Regions from separate parts of the Mus musculus genome. Here region 2 is linked to region 1. Evidence: chromatin contacts called from public HiChIP or PLAC-seq data. All regions are on one chromosome and are shown on one strand. Each heading gives the region's core, a stretch centred on a gene start, on an enhancer-like site or on the middle of the called end of the contact. The rest is flanking DNA. Distances are from core to core; before and after follow the strand shown.

What was found. HiChIP or PLAC-seq counts read pairs in DNA pulled down with a chosen protein or histone mark.
Region 2: an H3K4me3 HiChIP or PLAC-seq map of intestinal crypt epithelium shows a contact between it and region 1, with 6 read pairs. The contact joins the promoter of Kitl here to the enhancer-like site in region 1. A contact is called at or near these places in 2 of 39 promoter capture datasets (both in the 3T3-L1 cell line), 1 of 15 datasets of contacts at CTCF or cohesin (the NIH/3T3 cell line), 1 of 484 Hi-C or Micro-C datasets (embryonic fibroblasts), 3 of 115 datasets of contacts at active chromatin or transcription factors (intestinal crypt epithelium, intestinal villus epithelium and pancreatic cancer cells) and 1 of 9 other capture datasets (adipose tissue).

Annotation. Positions count from the first base shown.
Region 1 is chr10:99,979,632-99,984,166 of GRCm38.p6, reverse strand. No RefSeq gene overlaps it. Among named protein-coding and RNA genes, the nearest start is that of Kitl, 34 kb to the left of the region's middle. Within about 2 kb of position 3,051, at least 9 of the 459 cell types and tissues checked have an H3K27ac peak or open chromatin away from gene starts, as enhancers often do. A contact at or near this core is called in intestinal crypt epithelium and intestinal villus epithelium, where this site is marked.
Region 2 is chr10:100,013,267-100,018,162 of GRCm38.p6, reverse strand. Kitl (kit ligand) reads right to left here and starts at 2,342. Exons shown (of 10, transcript NM_013598.3): 1 at 2,128-2,342. The coding sequence starts at 2,142.

The DNA of each region.
Region 1 (4,535 bases), core at 1,802-4,301:
TCTCATAAGCATCTCTATTAGAAGATATTGTGTTTCCCCTACTCTCCCTAAAGTCTCCTCCTCTTTTTCTATTGTCTATATTAAGGCAGCACTAAAGTCCTATGTTACTATCTTCAGTGACTTCCAAACAATACTTTTGGATCCCTGATGTATTTGTTTCTTTATTGGCCTTTGAGGAAAAGGTATCACTTTTTAACCTAAGCTTTGGTCAAACTTCCTGCTTCAGCCTCCCAAATGCTGGGACTATAGGCGTGCACCACTCTGCTGGTTGTCTTTTTATTTTAATGCCAGGGATTTTACAGTTGTAAGCTACGGGACAAGGCAAATTTACTGCTGTAATTTCCCTGTGAGGGAAGGACTATCCCTGGAATCCTCCTTTGTCCTGCCAAGCAAGCGCCTGCTAGCCTGTGAAGAGGTCTTTCCAGGTTTATCTCTTTGATGTTTCCTGTCACCTGCGTTTAGGACTGATCCTTGTCTGTGAGGAGCTGTCATTCTAGTGAGAGAGAAGATATGTAAATAAATAGTGACAATCAAGAGCTATAAGGTGATGGCCATAAAATGCAAAGGGACTGCAGTCCCCGGAAGCAATTAATTCTCCTGTTAGCAGATCAGGGATGGAGACCTACAAAGATGACAGGCTGTTTCTCTTGGGTCCTGATATAATTTGGCCAAGGAAATCAGTAGGAAGGAAGAAAGAGAAATCTGATAACTGTAAAATACTCTTGAGACTTAAAAGGTGTGTAGAGAGGCATTGTAAACAATTACTTTGTGAAAAGAACATTAAACCCCATAGGAAGACCAACAGTATCAATTAACTGAACCCCTCAGAGCTCCAGGGGACTAAACCACCAACCAAAGAGTGTACATGGGCCTGTTCAAGGCTCCCACTACATATGTAGCAGAGGATTGCCTCAGCTGGCATCAGTGGGAAGGGAGACACTTGGTCCTGTGGTGGCTTGATGCCCCAGAAAAGAGGAATTGCTAAAGGCATGAGGCAGGAGTGGGTGGGTAGGGAAGCACCCTCTTAGAGGCAAAGGGGAGGGAAAAGGGATGGGAGATTCATGGAGGGGGAACCAGGAAGGGGAGTAACATTTGAAATGTAAACGAATAAAATGATTAATGAAGAAAAAAAGAAAGAAAAGAAAAAAACGTTCCTATCAAGCAATGTCTGTTATGATGATTATGACCAAGAATTTTGTACCCATCTTCGTAATTGGCAGGATCTATCTGCCTTCATTAGTTTTCATTGTAAACATCAATTTAAAAACATTTTTAAGAATTAAATTTTTCCTTTTGCTTCTGAATAAAGTGTTGTCTTCTTAGAGAAAAGCTCTTTAATTCCTTTATTTAACATGTATAGACTTGTCTATGTTACTTACTAGTTTGTTAAGGGATTTAATGCTAACCACTATAAGGTTTGATTTATTTCAAAAGGTCATAAGTTAGATTCATTAATATGTTCAAGGGAACATATCTGAAAGATTTTTTGTTGTTGTGGTTTCAAGTTTTAAAATAATTTCTGTGTGGTACTTCTTGAAGTATCTACTGCCTTATCTCAATAAAAATCAGAACATGTTATTCCTTGTGCCCACAGAGTGAGGCTATTTTTAGATAGTTACTTGAGGAAATATATTTGAAATTTTTATGCACAATCATTTAGGCAATCTTATTTAAACACTTCAGTGACTATAAGAATTTTGTTGTTTCTGTTTTTCACAATTTAACTTACTATCCTCATCAATTGTTTCTTCATCCAGTTTTATGCAGAGTTTTTTCTTTTCTGTTATTTTATTGGCAAAAGTACGTCCCTCAGAAATAGAAAAGCTCGAATAGGCTGTGCATGATGCTTAGTAAAAATAGTGCATAGTCTTAATGAAAACAAAAATTGAGACAAGAAATTCTAACACCGGTCTGTAAAGGAAATATGCATAGAATTCTATCAGAGACATATCACAAACTGTTCCACTCTGCCTAAGCGGCTGGAAGCTATAGCTCAGCCAGTTGATTGTTTGCCTGGCATGGTGTTACCTGCCTGTAATCCTAGCACCAGAGAGGTGCCATCATTGAGATCAAAGTTTAAAGTCATCTTTGGCCTTCCGGCAAGTTCAGTGCCAGCTTGGCCTACGTGAATCCCTGTCTAAAAGAAAACCAAATAAAAATAGCTAAGCTTAGCGGCACACACCCTAGCACTCTGGGGAGCAGAAGCAGGTCAATTTCTGAGTTATTGGCCAGCCTGGTTTACAGAGCAAGTTTTAGGAGAACTGGGGCTACATAGAAAGAAAGAAAGAAAGAAAGAAAGAAAGAAAGAAAGAAAGAAAGAAAGAAAGAAAGAAAGAAAGAAAGAAAGAAAGAATATTCTTGTTAAGTAGAGTTGACAAGTCTGAGAAAGGCTATGTGCTTGGAAAACTCTTGAGTGCATGAGATAAAGCCTAGAAAACTCCAGGTCAAGAGAACAGCAAAGGCACCTGGGTGTGAACAATGAGAAGCTCCTGGAGGCTCGCAGTGAGGTTGTTGGAAGCATCTAGGCAAGCTAAAGAGAAAATAGCCAAAGATAGGCTCTGTAAAGATAACTTTAGTAACCAGAAAAGAAAGAGACTAGAACCTTCAGCAAATACGGAGAATGTGGTAGTTGATTAGGGAAACAGGAGCCTTATCTGTGGTCCTCACAGTGGAAGTGGCCAAGGAGTTCAGAGGAAGTGGTGGTGGGATGGAGAAATGTTTGGAGATGGTGCATCAGGGCAGCAAAAGCAGAGAGAAAGGTGGAGACATCTTAGAAAAAGAAGAGTGTCAGGGAACACACTTTCAATTGTGGAGATGGATTGAAGGATTTGGGAGGAAACCAAAGTACTTAGTGTATGCATAAGAAATGCTTGTTACTAACAGAGAAGCACAGATACTGGCATTAAGCTAGATTCTTGCTTCTAGGTGTGTGAAAGCCTGGAAAAGCCCTTTCTCTGTCATTGCCCTTGTCCCCATTTGACACTTTCCTCTGAAGAGTTGACCAGTTGAGCAGATGGTAAAACGCAGGCAAAGGGACTTCTGTGGACTACCTATCAGAGGTTCCCAGCCCATAAACACTATTTCCTCTTTCACTTTCTCCTTTTAAATATGGGGAGCAATAAAGATCCAAGCTAGTTTTCCAGATAAATAGAAGCATACGGAAAGTCAGAAACCCAGCAAAGGAGGAGGAAGTGGATGAAAAAGGAGGTAGTTTTTAAAGACAGCAAACCAATGGATCCTTGATACCAGGGAAATACGATTCTTGTTTGAAACTTCATTGCTGTATGGACTTATTCTTAATGTTACAAAGTCCAGTTACAAGAAATTATTACTCTATTGCATTGTGAGCAGATTAGATAAGATTACTTTTTTCCAGCTCTGTGGGTCCTTTTTAGAAATACATCTTATGCGAATTGTAGTGTTCACTTTATTGATCTAGCTTCCCAGTATAAAATAAAATAATAAAATAGGATAAATAAAAAAATAAAATGGGAAAAAAATTAAAGTTGTTATACAAAATGACAGTCACTTACATGATGCAGGAAATAGATTCTAGAATCTCAGTGTGTTCCCAAAGAAGCATGCTCAATCAAGACAAATTATGGTTGTGTTTTGGTGGTGGTGGTGGTGGTGGGGTTTTGTTTTTTTGTTTTTTTTGTTTTTGTTTTTGGATGTGGTAAGGTTGGAGAAGGGAGGAGTCAACAGAATGGGTATGCAATAAGCAGTTAATAATGGCTTGCTGGGTGACTAGACAGAGTCATGTTTCTTTGAGCATGTTGGGATGACTATATCTTTATAAGATTCTTTGCTTCTAAGTCATTCTTCACTTGGAATGTGTTTTCCCCTAAAAAGCATCTAAGTATTCCGTACTTGTCTCAATGCCAGGTTGAATCTGTCACGAATTCACAAGGTTGCAGCCACTCCCTTCTCTTTCCTCCCCACCCAAGACATTATGCAGTGCATCTCTTAGAAAGTATGGATGCTTCAGTCCTTCTTAACAGGGGAAACAAAATTCTCACGAGAGGTAGAGGGTGGGAGAAACTTGGGAGGAAGAGAGGGGGGGGAGTAAAAGGGGGCAGGATCAGGTAAGGGAGGAGACAGTGATGGTATACAGAGGGTCAGAAATTTGAATAGAGATGTGTAGCAATGGGGGATAGGAAACTGAGGATAGCCAGCAGAAAGTCCTAGATGCCAGGAAAGCAAGAGACTCCTAGGACCCAACGGGAATGAAATTAGCTGAAATGCCCAACAAAGGGAAAGGAGAAGCTGTAGAGACCATATCCAGAGGTTAGGAAATGCCCCCAGTTGGGAGATGGGTCCACCTACCCATCTCCAAATTTTTAACCAAGAATTGCTCCTGTCTAAAGGAAATACAGGGACAAAGTGTGGAGCAGAGACTAAAGGAAAGGCCATCCAAAGACTGCCTACCTGGGGATCCATTCCATATACAGACTCCAAATCCAGACAATGATGCCAAGAGGTGCTTGCTGACAGGACCTTGATATAGTTGTCTCCTGAGAGGCTCTGCCAGAGCC
Region 2 (4,896 bases), core at 1,093-3,592, 35 kb before region 1:
ACAATGAATGCCTCCATTCAATAAGAGCACTGCCCTCTTTTTGCCTACAAACCCTTTATCAGCAGCATGCCCCCCCCCAAAGGGCCTGCACTTTAACTTGGTCCAAACAGGTCACATTTCTAAAATACTTAACTGTCTCAAATATCTCTGGTCGGCAGCACTGAGTCACTACTGCTGCCACCTCCACAGTGTTTCGGGCTAGATCGACCTCTTTCTAGTTTTCAATGGAATTATTCCATGTAATCCTATTTACACAGCCATTTAATCAAAGCGGGAAAAGAGATTACAGGGCTCGCGCTCGTTTTGCAAAGAGGGCGCAGGGATCATCAATCCTACTGACTCTCAACTGCTCTCTGCTTTGGCGTGTTGGACATTAACCTTGTCCGTCTCCTGTTTTCTTGTTTAAATAAGAAGACTTGGTTGGACTCTCTTCCTGTACCAGAGGCTGCTGCACTCAGAGCCGCCACCATTATTCATGTGAGCGGATGCTACTTTTAAAAAAAGGAATAGGTACCCCACCCTTGTTTATTATTCCACCAAGCAGAAGGCATGTACACACCAAGCAATCACGGCGAAACTTTTCTTTGTTGCAGAAACCCTTAACATCCTCATTTCAAGAGCAGGGATTTGAGGTGTGATGCTTTGGGGTAAAACTAACCTGCACGCAGGGCCAGATACCTGCCTTCCCTTTCTCCTGAGCCTGACTCAGGGCAGCTGCTCTAAGCAGAACACCTCCAGGATGCCAGGCCATGCTCCCTCCCCCTATCTGTTTCCAAGCCAGGAAAAGGTGCTTTATTCTTGCTGTTTCCTCATGGGTCGGTATCCCAGCCTAGATAGCTATTTAAAATAAGACGTCCTATGAGTAATTTAATAAATTACCTCCAACACACTGATGCCTTCATCAATGCTGAAAATGAGCACAAAACCTCCCATCCCATCCCCTTCCATACATTTCAGAAATTTACATCACCTATAGAATGGAGGGAGCAGGGCACCTGAAAGAACAGCTTTACCCAACCTGCTGCAGACAGAACACTTCAGAAAGGAAGAACCATGAAGAGGTAGCAACCGCGAGGGTAGAGGGTAGAAAGAACTATAGAGGAGAAAGAATTACTACAGTGGCTCTTTCCACACATACACCCTCCCCCGTCAACGAAGAAAAGACATAATTGTACCCCCGGGCTATGTTTTATGCATAAAGCGCAATTTAGAGACCCTGGGCATTATCTCAATAACTATCTTTAGGAGGTGCACATTAAAAAAAAAAGGAGAAGTAGGAAGAAGAAGAGGGAGGAGGAGGAGGAGGAGGAGGAGTAGAAGAAGAAGAAGAAGAAGAAGAAGAAGAAGAAGAAGAAGAAGAAGAAGAAGAAGAAGAAGAAGAAGAAGAAGAAGAAGAAGAAGAAGAAGAAGAAGAAAAGAACTTTTGCTGTTCTGTAATGGGAGAGGTTGTCTTGTCATGCAGTGTGGAAGTACTACTACTCCATCTAGAGCTTTCTGGAGGGCCCACCCAGAGCTGTGAACCCGGCCGACACCGCAGGCTGCCAAGTTTTCCCCGCCTGCCGGGCAGGTTCTGCACCCCGCCTGGCGCTGCCGCCTAGGAGCTCTGGGTTGGCTTCGCTCCAGCGGCTGAGCCCGCGTCCGCACCGCGTCCCGCGCCCACCTGGGGACTGCACAGATAAATCTGCCTGCGAGAGCGAGCGAGGGTGGCGCGTGGGAAGCTGTTTCATAATCTCCCCGAATCCACGGGGAAAGACCTCCGGTCCAAAAAAATTAAAAAATTAAATAAGAAACCCAAGCCTTCCCGGTGATAACTCCAACACCCAGGCGGAGGAAGCGTAGCCTGCATCGGCGGTTTGCCACTGACAGCTTCAAACTTCGCAGCTGCGGCTGCAAACTTGCCACAGGCTCACTCTCAGCCCTGGCTCTCCCCAGCTCCCGGGCTCACCCCTGGGGCGGCGGCTCGGGCTCTCACACCACGCCTGTCTCTCCCACACCCTCCTGGCTCACCGGGAGGGCGCAGCCCCACATGGCCTGGTTGCCGGTCCCAGAGCGCGCCGGGCTCCCCGGGGCTCCCGGAGCGATTTTCTTGGAAAGCTTCCGAGCTCCTCCCGGGCGTGCCCTACTCACTTGTGTCTTCTTCATAAGGAAAGGCAGCGCTGCGATCCAGCCCAGGCAGCGGTGTGGCGACTCCGTTTAGCTGTTCTGGAGCTCCAGCATATTGCACCAGCAGCGGCTGCAGATAGTCCCAGCATTGGGTAGCTCGAACGCAGCGCCCCGTCCTTGGCCGTTGCTTTCCCGCGGCACTCTCGGTCCCGGTGACAGACAGCAAATGAAGCCCCGGCTGCTGCGCCGCCAGCGCTTTTTATACAGCTCCCTCCCGCCCGCCCGCCAGCTCCGGACACGCCTCCTTCCCTTCCGGAGCCTCGGGGAGGAGAGCCGCGCACCGAGTCCAGGCTGGGAGACCCGGGAGCGCGCTGAAGGGCGGGGATCTTCCCAGAGGTTGGACCGATCGAGCCTGGTGCGTCCCCTGTCTGGGTACTGGCCAGAGTCCCTGAGGCACCGGGAGTCTCGGATGCCGCTGAGCAACCTGCAGTAGCTGCCCTGTGCCCGGCTCCCCAGTCCGCAGCAAGCTCACCAGCACTGTCCGGGTACCCTCGTTGCACCGCGCACAGTGGAGAGGGTCCTGGCTCAGGAGCCGCGTGGTCGGATAGACTTCACTTGGTTCTTTTCCCCTACCTCGCCTCAGGGAAATAGAACCAACAACCAAAAAAGTTTAATTACAATCCCATTGTCTTAGCTAGTTTTTCTCTTCTCTTCTTTTCTCTTTTCTTTTCTTTTCCTTTCTGTTCCGTTCCTTTCTCTTCTTTCTTTCCTTCCTTCTTCCTTCCTCCCTTTCCTTTTTCCTTTTGTTTCTCCTCAGTTACTTTAGTGAGAAAACAAGTGACTCAGGATTAAATGGTACTAAAGGAGATGCTGTTTTCAACAGTTTACTACAGAGCCTTTGGAAAACAAAATTGAAAGAAAAAGATAGCTTACTAACTGCGGGTTGTTCTCACAGAAAGGGTTTTGAAAGGTCCACTTTCAGATTAGGAAAGTTTGTAAAAATCAGAAAGCGAACAATGGCCATAGTAACACATCTCATAACATTATGTGATGGATCTTTTATTACGTAGTAGGTGTTGTGCAAGAACTATTCATAAATTATCTCTTTTGCCCATAGGCCTAGTGTGTGCCTGGTGAGTGAGTGAGTATGTGTGTGTGTGTGCGCGCGCGTGCATGTGTGTGTGTGTGTGTGTGTGTGTGTGTGTGTGTTTTCCATGTTATAGATTAAGAAATAGCCTCAAGAGGTTAATTCCCCCCCCCAAAAAAACCCCGAGAGTTGTGATTCAAATCCAGAACCTTGGACATACTGCCCTAAAAAAAAAATAATATGCCAAATAAGAATGTTCTTTTTCTCGAAGCCCTTCAATATTTTTAAAGGTAATTGAGGAAAACGAAAAGGCATTTTGTTATTTTTATAAGGAAAATATTAGCCTCAAATCCCCATCAGTAATTTTTTGGAACAAGTATGCTGTCCAGTCATTCTTATAAGAGAGGAGTATTCCAAATTTGGTTTGAGAAGCTCACTTGCCATTGTTAAAAAACAAACAAAACAAAAAGTTAATATGCCAAACTCCCTTTGCTAGTTGCCTACTTGTGCTGCGAGAATTTAACTCAGAATAAATGTTGTAAATGGTCACATGTTCATCTTACTGTTGAGGGTCAAAAGTCCAAAATGGCTATTGTTGAGGGAAAACCAGCTGTTGCCAAGACTGCATTCCTCTCCGCAGGCTGAGTGAGAGAATTCATTTCCTTGCCTTTCCCAGCTTTGAAGGCTGCCCAGGTTCCTACACTCACAGCCACCTTTATCTTCAAAGCCAGCAATGTTGAACTAAGTCTCCTATCAGACCAATCTTACCTACTGGTCTGCCTCCCTGTGCCACTTCTAAGGGATTGGGAAATTGCATTGGTTTACCTGATGATTGGTGATCCAGAAAAAAATATGTCCCACTTTAAAGGCAATTGTTTATCAATCTGAATCCTGGATTCTTGACGGAAGTGCTAGGGAGCATATATAACAGATGCCAAGCACGAGGAAGGACATGGCTACTTTGGAGCTGATATCCTGTCTGCTGCACTCATCTGCAACTTTGTGGAGGGAAGTCTGTGCTGCGAGCTCCCAACTAGAACAGTAATTCCTTCAGTTACAAGATTATTACATTTTGGTGTGGGAGACCAGAAGAAAAGCTAAAAATATCATACCACTGATTTTTCCCCTCAACAAAAAAAACGGTGCAGCATACCATTTTGACCAGAAAAAGCAAGAAGGCTAAAATGGTACCAATTATAATCACATTGGAAACTCTTAAAGTAAGGGCTCCTGTCTGATACTGTTGCCCCTTCAGTGTACAACCCCTTCAGTGTGCCTTTGGTTTGTCAGACAGAATCAAATACCCATTGTATGTACAGAGGATTTTTATCCTACAGTTTGCCTTGAGATCTAATGAATTTTTAGGGAATTTGATTTTCCGTATGATTCACCTGTAGGCTGTAAGAACTTGTTTCTAAGATTCAAAGCCAGGCATTTATAACCACAAAAGCCCTGAGATGACATTATTAGGTTCATGGTTTACAGAATGCTGAGTTTGTTTATAATGTGAATATATGCTAAAAAGTATATTCAATAATAGAATAGATCAGCAGAATATAAGTGATTTCAAATAGACATTTAAATGTTTTCTGTATAAATCTCCTTATCAAAATTAATATAAAAAATAACTGGGCTATATAAAGAAAGGTAGGCTGTGCACATGTTTAACTTAAGAGATAGAGGCCGATGGATCTCTCTGAGTTCCA